Regions from separate parts of the Zea mays genome. Here regions 1 and 3 are each linked to region 2. The links are chromatin contacts, called in public Hi-C maps. All regions are on one chromosome and are shown on one strand. Each heading gives the region's core, a stretch centred on a gene start, on an enhancer-like site or on the middle of the called end of the contact. The rest is flanking DNA. Distances are from core to core; before and after follow the strand shown. Region 1 holds the start of LOC100193947. Region 2 holds the start of LOC100277152. Region 3 holds the start of LOC103633963 (ERAD-associated E3 ubiquitin-protein ligase component HRD3).

Region 1 (3,536 bases), core at 736-3,235, 240 kb before region 2:
GCAGCATCATGGCCCCTGCATTCCACCACAAGCACCTTCTCTCTCTTGCTCTGCCACATCAGCATCACAGATTGATGAGAAAAGCTAATCTCGGCCCACAAATATCACACCTTCTGGAGAAAGTTATTCTTTGTTGCACAAATAGCGCGGTTTACTGAGAAAAAATAGCCTCTACCACAGAAGCCACATAGTTCCATGAGAAAAGATTAGATCTTTTGGCTCTATCGCACAAATTTCACAGTTTCATGAGTCTCTTTCTTAATATATTAATACGCAGCTCTCCTGCGTGTTTCGAGAAAAAAAATGAGGGCACACATTTACCCTAGTGCTTGAGCCTAGTGCACAAAATCATTCTAGGTGAGGTATGGCTTCAAATTCCCTGTCCTCCTCTTATTTAAAAAAAAGGACATGTAATTTTATCCTTTCGTGTTAATATATAACTAGGTGTGTGAGTATGATCTTTTTACATCAACTATGATGGACTTTTTACATCAACTATGATGGACCAGAAATAACCAGGACAGTTTTTAGTTAACGGCAGTATAATTGATTAGTACAAGCTATGCTTGATGGAGGCAAATACATAAGACATGCCTCACCTTAAAATCAATGATGGTGAGCTTTATAAGGCGGTAGTCCTCTCCTCGGCTACATTCCCTCTCGCAAGATATTGCTAACATAATAGAAAAAGGAAGAAAACAGCAAAATAAGCTAAAATCTTCTTATGATAATATATAATTTCAAACTTATCTTGTGTTCTATATAGCAAAAAAGTAAAGACACAGGTGGTGAACTGGTGCAAAGAACACATTATCTCACTGAAACTATACACCGTATCTACCAAAAAGATCAAAGTGACTAATCTAGCCCTTTTTTACTGAATCTAAAATAATTCAGTAGCATAAAAAGGAAGCTCCTGATTCAACAGGTTATACAACAGGTTATACAGTTTTACTTTTATACGTACATTTTGTTTCCAAAAAATGCTGTGTATAACAATGGAAATGTTGATCTGGTGACTGGTATTGCTCGGGATGGTGGCGCCAAAGAGAGGTGACATAATTCCAACAGATGAGAAACCCTCTTATGATTTATAAGATTACCATTCATCTTGTGCATTGAAAAAAAAACACTAGTGACTTCCGTTAGAATTTAGAAATGAGAATAACATAACAATATTTTTCCCAAGCGTGAAACTTGGAAGGAACCAACAACTGCTGTAAGGGGAATGGGGAGAGATGAATACGGGTGCCGTGTAGCCCGTAGCAGATGGAGTCAGGGAGGCGAATGAAATGGCCGGAGATGGCACCGGTAGGCAGCAAGGCGATGGAAGCGACGCCTTCCATGGTCACGCCGGCATCGCCCTCCTCGACGACCTGCCCCGCCTCAGCCACCAGCTCCAGCGGCTGGTAGTTGCCATTGATCCTGTCGACGGCAACGCCATCCTCGACGACCTGCTCCGCTTCTGCCTGCGGCGGCGGCGGCTGGTGGTTGCCATTCGCCTGACAAACCGAGACCGAACCCATAGCTCCCCCTGCGTCGAACACCGACTGCGCCACCTACGGTAGCGAAAACGACTATGAACAAGTTTCCTGTCACCTCTCACGACTCAGGGCATGCCCTATAAACAAGTTCAAACACCACATGGATTGGCTATTATCAAATCGATGAACCAATTACACAAACCCCTTCAGCTGTTGTCACCAATTACGACGGCGGTAGGGAGAAAAATGCACTCACCTCGTCCCCGGGCTCGACAGCCGTCAAATCCTTGGTGGGTGAGCCTTTTGTGGCCGGCGCCGCCACCAACATGATCGAAGCTGAAGGGAAACGTTACCGCGCGACCGCCGCCACCGCACACCGGCGTCGACTCGTCCCTTCCCGCTGCCCTCCTCGACAGTGTGTAGAAGGAACGATTTGGAAAAAAATTCGGCCCTTGCAGCCTTTCTGCATGTTTTGGGCCACCGCTGCAAAACAGCCCTATCTGGCCCTTTCGTGACTGCGCCCTGAAACCAAATCATGTTCAGATTTCTACAATTTGGTGTACCTTTTCATCTCACTACATCAAAATCGCGGTGCATATTATCCCCTACAAATAGTAGTGGTATATATCTGTCGGCATTTCGACCCCGGGGTCCCTGGACCGACGAGTAAATTGTCGCCGCGTGTCCCTGCCCAGATGGATTGGCGCGGGATGGAACACAAGATATGAGACAAGCCTTGTATTATCCTGCACCAGGGGTGCCGCTCGCAGTAGGGGTTACAAGCGCATCGCGTGAGGGAGAGAGAGAGGGGGACACAGAGCTCGTCCGCCACTTCCCTCGCGCGAACCCCCCTCAGGGTGGCCCTGGACTTCCCTTTTATAGAGGCAAGGAGAGAGTCCAGGTGTACAACAGGGGAGGCGTAACTATGCGCTAACGTGTCCGGCAGTGGAGTGCCTAAGCCCTGTGTACATGCCAACGTGGTCGTTGGAGGAGAGCTTGGGCGCTGTACATGTGATGGTGTGGCCGCCGGAGGAGCGCCTGAGTCCTGTAGGAGCGTAGCTGGCAGCGCGGCGAGGACCCTGCTGACGTCTCCTTGCTGTCGTAAGGGGCTGAGAGCCACCGGCGTCATGGCGCACGTGGGGCACCATCATTACCCGTCGTCGGGGTAAGCCGGATGGGACGCCGGTCTTGTTCCTTGTAGCCTGAGCAGGCTAGGAATAGGGGAATGATGCGTCCCCTATCAGCATGGTCAGTCCGAGCCCAAGGTCGATCGAGGCGGAGACTTCTCTTGTGGCCGAGGCCGGGGTCGGGCAAGGACGCGATTCCTCCCGAGACCGGGGTCGAGGCCGAGTCGGGGGGTCGGGCGAGGCGGAGACCTCCTCCCGAGGCCGGAGTCTGAGGTCGGGTGAGGCGGAGACCTTCTCCCGAGGTCGGAGCGTGAAGTCGGGCGAGGCGGAGCTTCCTATTGCGCCCGAGGCTTGAGCTCGGTGGTTGATCGTGACTTGTTGTCAGTCGTTGCCGGGGTGGCTGACACGACAGTCGGAGCGGAGCGGGCGACACTGTTTTCCTGTCATATCGGATAGTGAAGAGGAGGGGCGAAGTGACTGCGGTCACTTCGGCCTGGTCGACTGAGGTGCGCGTGTCAGGATACGGCGTCAGGCATCCCCCGCATTTAATGCGCCTGCGAAGCGGTCGGTTGGTGAGGCGGTATGGCCAAGGTTGCTTCACAACAAAGCCTGCCCGAGCCGGGCCTCGGGAGAGCCGAGGGGGCGCCTGCCGTCTGAGGAGGCCCTCGGGCGAGGCGTGAATTCGTCTGGGACCACTGTTCCAACCCGAGGCTGGGCTCGGGTGAGATCGCGTCCTTCGGGTGGACGAAGTCTTGGCTTGAACCGCACCCGTCAGTTGGTCTGAGGGGGTTAACCAGCCGTGATTAGGAGCGTTGGGGGTACCCCTAATTATTGTACCCGACAGTAGCCCCCGAGCCTCGAAGGGAGTGATGGTACTCGCTTGGAGGCTTTTGCCGCGTTTTTGGTGAGGGGACCGACCTTTCTC
Region 2 (3,340 bases), core at 407-2,906:
GGGGTAGGGGCGCAGCCTGGCCAGGCGCCTGGTCGAGGAGGCGCAGGGACGTCGGGCGCCGCTCCCTGCGGGCCTGGTGCCTGGTCGAGGTGGGACGACGGGCGCCGGTCCCAGGGGGAAGGCCGGCGGCGGCGGACGCGCGGGGGCAGAGGCCCTGGGCGCGACGAGCGCGCAGGGGAGGAAGACCGGCGGCGGCGTCCGGGGTCGGGTCCGGCGGCGGCGGACGCGCAGGGGCAGGGGCCCTGGGCGCGACGAGCACGCAGGGGAGGGGCGACGGGAGGCGCGTCGGGGAAGAGGGAGGCCGGCGACGGGCGCGCAGGGGCAGAGGGGCGCACGGCGCCAGGGCAGGGGACCGGCGGCTGGGAGGAAAAACAGAGACCTAACCTAGACTGAAGATACCATGTTAGAATAGGAACCCATACCCTAATCAGGGGTTGGGAGTGATATTAAATAGAGAGAGTAACTGGGCCAAGGCCCATTACACAGGGGTATAACGGTCATTACACAGGGAATAACACAAACCCTAGACGGGTAGTCTAACACTTACCATGGAAGTAAATAAAAAAAAAACGTGCATATTCTTCGATGCTGAATCGGTAAACCGATTGTCGGTTATGGTTGAATGAACTGTAATTTTGCAACTATAGAAGTGGACGTATAGGTGTAATTTTGTATCCACATTTTTTTTCTTCTTCTAAAGACAGCTAAAAGGCCGTTATGTAACAAACTCTGTGTTCAACCCGCTGAGACAGGTAAAATACTTAAAAGAAACGATGTGCAATAAAGACGGTACAATTTTTCTGGCTTGGAACTCTAGAAATCTCCTCGGTAATCATGATACACGGAGTGAGCAGCAGCCAGCTTTTGTCCCCTTTGTCGAGAGATCTGTTTCGCAAGAGCTCTTTCCTCCAACGTGTACCGTTTGGCAGCCCATCTTTCTTTCTTCCACCTGGATCCATTTCCCCTTTTCAAAAAAACACACACATCTGGACGAAGTTACCGTGACAGTCAAATGTAATCACGCAGCAAGAAACACCCTTTTTTCACCTAAATTCCCGATGAGTGTACCACAAGTGTGCCTACGCGTTCCGTTCCTCTAAGATGCCATTGCCGATTCGCCGTCCTGCGTTCTTTAATTTGTTTAGGACAGGCTGGTGCCAAGAACGTCGAGCTCAGCAGCAGTATTCTGTATTCGCCCGTTGGTTAGCCGTACCTGCCAGGACTAGTTCGTGATGACTCGATCGTTGCTGGTGTTGGTGGAGTTGTCCTCATCGCCCAACCGTGGGAATCCTTCCAAGGATCTCGTCTGATTGGAGTGGAGCTATGAGCAATCTCGAAATTTGAGACCACCGTTGGTCCCCACCATGACAGTGATGCGTAACGCGTTTATAGTTCAGACCTTCATTCATCCCAATATCCCATGACCAATTCACCACACGACTAATCCAACCGTTCTTTTTAATTAAGAAAAAAAGCCCAAATCGGACGTCCGACGTATAGGTCTGGCCCAAATATACCCGACGTACTTTTGGTCTTGCCTGGCCCAAACGTTCCGGACATTTCGATCAACCGAACCGAAGTGGCCCTATCTAGCGCGTGGGCCACCGACGGACGACTCAACAGCCCAACTTCAGCAACTAATCCACGTGCAAAAGCACTTCACCAGTTCACCCACTAGGACTAGGAGCAGGAGAGGGGAGAGAAAACCTCGCCGTCAATGTCAGCGTTCGTTCCCAAGGGCGCTAGGGTTTAACCCCCCAACTGTTCGGTCTCTCTCTCTCCCCGAATCCAATTCAGCGTCATCTAGTCCGGGAGCCTGCGACATGGGGTACCTCCAGGAGGCCCGGGAGAATCACGTCAAGAAGAAGGTCGAGGAAGGTGACTCCCGCACCATCCCCCATCCGTGCTTCATAGCATTTTTTCATTTGTTGGTCTCGGCGTCCTGGAGCGTGCGGAGCTCCTATTAATTCTCTCTGCTAGATTGATAAATTGGCTACAAGGTTAAATCCGTTGGTTCTTCGTCTTATGTTGGCCGCTTTGCTTCACCTGATTATGTGGAGGTTGGTATTTGCACGACGAAAGGTCGTTCGCATTAACTTCCGTCGATCCGGTGTTGTTAACTCATGTTAGTTATCGATTTATAGTCTATTTACCATCTAGTACAACAGATTGAACCTTTTTTTTGGTAGTAGGGTACCCATCTGCATAGGCCGTTATAACCTTTATCTACCAGCTCGTTACACCTGAATATTAGTGCATTGTTTTACTGTAACGGAATGGCTATCAGAATGCTTTCTCACACAAGTGTACATAATATTTCCCATGTCTGCTAGAGTGAACTAACTATTGATTTTCTCCCAGTGAGCCGTTAATTGATGTTGAATCTCACAAAGAACAAATGGTTGGATTAATGGATTACTGTTCATCATGGACAGAAGGTTTCTTCCACAGACAGTTCTTTCTTCAACCGATTATCGTTGTTTAGGACATCTCCATTAGAAACCGTTCCATAGTGTTAATCCATGTCATCTATGGAGTATAAAACTTCTCTAATTTACTCCATCCATCCCAGAATAAATGCAACTCTAGGTTTGAACTAAGTCAAGTTTTTTGTAACTTTGACTAAGTTTATAAGAAAATAGTATCAAAATTTATGTCTCCAAGTAGGTTTACTATGTAAATATATTCCATGATTACTCCAATGATACTTATTTGGTACCATAAATATTGGTATTTTTTTGCTATAGATTTGGTCAGATTTAAAACTATCTGAGTCATCAAAAGCGAGAATTGTACTCTTTTTTGTACAGAGGGGCTACATGCACTATATCTACCAAGCATCCAGTAATTCTTATTGTATTTATCCTTGACCCACATCATCATTTCGTGATCTGGAATTTGCGCTGAAACCATCAGGCTAGCTACTGTTTAGTAGCTAAGACCCATATACCTGCTGAGTGGTAGCAAATTCCCTCTCTTTACCATGTAAGCAAACTAACAAAACGGCAAGTAGTCTACTGGCATGTCCCTGTTGGAGATCCTCTTTAGCATTAGTTATGAATGATTTTTAGATTGTGCCCAGGAAAACCATTAAAGATTGTTGTATTTGTATCTATTTCCAAGAGTTAATTCTGCTCATTATTTGTTTCACTTTTCAGCTTTGCGGAGCAAAATGAAACAAAAGGCTCTTCAGGAATGTGATTTCTATTGTTCAAAATATGCTGAGTGTGCACGGGGAAGAACATTTTCTGTGGTATGGCAATGCCGCAAACAAGCAAAAGAGTTGAATGAGTGCCTTCATCAATAGTAAGTGTTCATTACATTCCAGTCTTGTAAGTTC
Region 3 (3,318 bases), core at 168-2,667, 250 kb after region 2:
TTTCTATTTAACTTTCAGAAAGCCAAAAGCTCAGGAAAAGTTGAGTTTATGTAAAAAGCTAAAAGCCTGGTTTCATGGGCTTTATGTAGCTTTCTAAGTCTAAAAAGTTAATAACATTATTGAAAAGCTATTATTGACTTTGCAGGATCAAAAGCCTAATGATATCTTTTAAAAAACTCCAAAAAGTTGTAGCTCAAAAAACAAGCCTTACAAATTAGTCAATTATCGTCCCATTTATCAAAATCACACATGAAACTTTCAGTGGCCTCGACGACGGTCTCATGAGCCCAGTGGTGCAGCCTTACTAGGGTGTGGGGTGACATGAGTGGACGTGAAAACTGGTCAGTGGGGTGCGTTGTGGCGTGACCGCCGATTTGTAGGCTCAACGGAGTCTTTGCGGCGAAGCTTAAAAAAATACTCCCTCCGTCTCAGGATATAAGGCGTAACCACTTTTTATTCTTGTCTCACAATATAAGGCGTGCTCTCTCTATGCATACGTATATCGATGCAGTGGTATAGAGACAATTAAATGCATTTCTTGGTCTTTGAACCAGAGGTGGTTACGCCTTATATAATGGGACGGAGGGAGTAAGTGACAAGAAGAAAATAATTGAACCGTTTTTTCTATGTAACAAGTGATATGTTAGGTATTTTTTTCTCTAACTTTATTAAATTTAAATTTGGTGGAAACACATGCTCAACCAATTTGACAAATCTAAAGATAGATCCCTTATTTTAGTTAAGTAGATCTACAATGAAACTACTAGATATAAAAATTCAATTTAAATATAGTTTACTAGCATATAGCCTGTGCTAATGCTACGATCCCGCGTAGGGAGGGGTCGACGATGGCGACGACAGCGCGAGGGGGAGGAGTTGATGGCGGAGCTGGTGGCCTGAGTGAGGGGAGAGGGCAACGGGGTTGTGGGGAGGGAGAAGGGGAAGGATGATCCAAATAATATTGTTCATTGAATTTGAATGAGCAAGGGGGTGAGATTATCCGTTGATTTTGATGATGTGTTAAGTTTAGATACAATTTGTTTGGTGGATTTAGTGGATGTTATATGTGTGGAGGTAATTTTGTTGTGTGAATTTTGTAAAGTTTAAACTGATAGATTATATAGTGGTATAGAGATATATATTTGATAGTGTGTTAAGTCTCGATGTAATTTAGTTGATCGATGTTATGGATGTGGGGGTGATTTAGTTGAGTGAGTTTTGTAAAATTTAAACTGATGGATTATACAGAGAAAAAGAAGATAGAGAAAAAAGAAGAAGATATAGATAGATTAAATTTAGAGTCACTCAAGTTTTACAAATAAGTCTAAAACTCGTAAGCCCATGGGCCATATAGAAAGATAGCGCAGCGCACACCCAAGCAAAATCACTTAAGTTCGGATCCACACCAGGCTCAAACGCCAAGCCAATCACGGAGCACGGACACGTCTCCACTGCGGGTCCCATCTCCACGTCATAGTCCTAGAAGCTGCCCGCTCGACATGCCCCACCTGCCAGCATCCCCTGCGCAGTCCCAAGTCCCAACTCCTACTCCCTGCCGTGCAACGGGGGTGAGATCTTGTGTTCTCGTAGGCTATGCCTTCCCCGATGGCTCGCGTCCTGCACCGCCGTCTCCTCCTCCTCGCCGCCGTCTCCTTCGCCGTGGTCGCTTCTCTCCTTCGCCCAGCTGCTGCAGTGCGCCCGTTTGTTTTGGTTCTCTCCGGTGAGGACTTCCTCAAGGATTCGGCCGCGCACCCGTCCCTCCCCTCTGCCGACTCCACCGACGACGACGGGTGGGACGACTTCGCCGACGATTCACCAGCCGCCGACCCGCTCCTCTCCCCGTCCTCCTGGGTCCCTCTTCTTGACCCAGCAAGCCCTCCCCTTTCTGGCGATGAGACGGACTCGTCGGCCGACGCGCTCTTCGTCGCGGGCGCCCGCGCGATGCTCTCCGCAGCGTCCGATGGGGACGACGCGGCGTTCGCCACGGCTGCCGCGCAGATCGAGGCCGCGGCAGAGGCGGGGCACCCGGGCGCGCAGTCCGCGCTCGCGTTCCTCACCGGCGCCGGGATGACGCGCCCGGCATCCCGATCGCTCGCATTCCTGTTGCACAAGTTCGCCGCCGACGCGGGAGATCTTCAGTCAAAGATGGCCCTCGCGTACTCCTACTTCCGCCAGGAGGTGAGGTGGTCAATACCGTTTGCTTTTACTCACTCATACAATCTGCATACTCTAATTGGGGGTTGAATGTTTGAATTCGTTGGCTTACTTGCAAATTGAGGAACTTTTTGGGTCAGATATTAGCATTTTTTGCTTGGGGTTGCGAAGGGTTAGTTCCTGGGTGATCAGGCATTAGAATAGCAAGTTGTTTCAGTTAATCAATTGGTAGTCACATTTGCTGAAATTGGGTGTAGACTTTGATCTTATTTGCTGGTAGAAATCGTGAGGCCAGTGTCTTTGCCAATTTGTAGCGTGGTTCTTATTTTTACCATAACATTTTTAGTTTTTGCACAAACATTACACCTTAGAGAATCAAATTCCCTCTTCATCATTGTAGGGTTATATTTGATGTTAGGTCTACAAATTCTTCTCTAGAACTAATGTTTTTTCGTGACACAGTCATCTTACAAGTTGGAGGTAATTTAAGAAGCAATAATCGAATTGAAGAAATTTATCAGTACTAACTACTAACCATGATGTTTTTTTCACTTGAGTACTAGTGAGCACTGAGCAGCCTGCTTTAACCACATTTACTTATTTTTTATCTTGCATCCAGATTCCAGACATTGGATATCTGATGCAGCGTTCTCTTGTAAATTGCCCTGTTTATTTTGGTGAAGCAAATTAGGGATAGTATTTTACCTTAAAAATAAAGTTTAGCTTCTTGCACTAACATTTAATTCCTTTTGGTTACTTGCATATATTGCACAATCTGTGGTTATCACAATAAGCTTTACTTCATATAAAAAGTAGGGGTTGCCCAATCTGATTCAATAATTATTATCATGTAGCTTGTTCTACTCCAGTCCACTCTGTTGGTGTTTAAATTGGGCTCAACCTGTCAAATCCCATCATTTTAATTTTCAGATGTATGAAGAAGCTGTTATACTATACGCTGAACTTGCAGAAGCTGCCCTAACTAGCTCCTTGATATCAAAGGAGCCACCAGTGATTGAACCAATCCGTCTTCACAGTGGGACTGAAGAAAATAAAGAGGCCTTGAGGAAGTCCCGAGGCGAGGACGATGAAGATTTTCAAATCACAGAGTACCAGGCACAGCGAGGCAATGCTGCTAACATGTACAAATTAGGGCTTCTGTAT

What was found. A called contact is a pair of places that touch in the nucleus more often than the background predicts.
Region 1: a Hi-C map of leaf shows a contact between it and region 2, with 6 times the contacts expected there. The contact joins the promoter of LOC100193947 here to the promoter of LOC100277152 in region 2. A contact is called at or near these places in 2 of 25 Hi-C or Micro-C datasets (leaf and tassel).
Region 3: a contact with region 2 is called in a Hi-C map of tassel, with 2.9 times the contacts expected there. The contact joins the promoter of LOC103633963 here to the promoter of LOC100277152 in region 2. A contact is called at or near these places in 6 of 25 Hi-C or Micro-C datasets (bundle sheath, ear, endosperm and 2 more).

The regions. Positions count from the first base shown.
Region 1 is chr1:35,942,489-35,946,024 of Zm-B73-REFERENCE-NAM-5.0, forward strand. LOC100193947 reads right to left here and starts at 1,986. Exons shown (of 6, transcript NM_001349841.1): 1 at 1,741-1,986; 2 at 1,247-1,559; 3 at 600-673; 4 at 1-50. The coding sequence starts at 1,812.
Region 2 is chr1:36,179,005-36,182,344 of Zm-B73-REFERENCE-NAM-5.0, forward strand. LOC100277152 reads left to right here and starts at 1,657. Exons shown (of 3, transcript NM_001150802.2): 1 at 1,657-1,878; 2 at 3,159-3,306. The coding sequence starts at 1,824.
Region 3 is chr1:36,427,219-36,430,536 of Zm-B73-REFERENCE-NAM-5.0, forward strand. LOC103633963 (ERAD-associated E3 ubiquitin-protein ligase component HRD3) reads left to right here and starts at 1,418. Exons shown (of 7, transcript XM_008655622.4): 1 at 1,418-2,178; 2 at 3,085-3,318. The coding sequence starts at 1,594.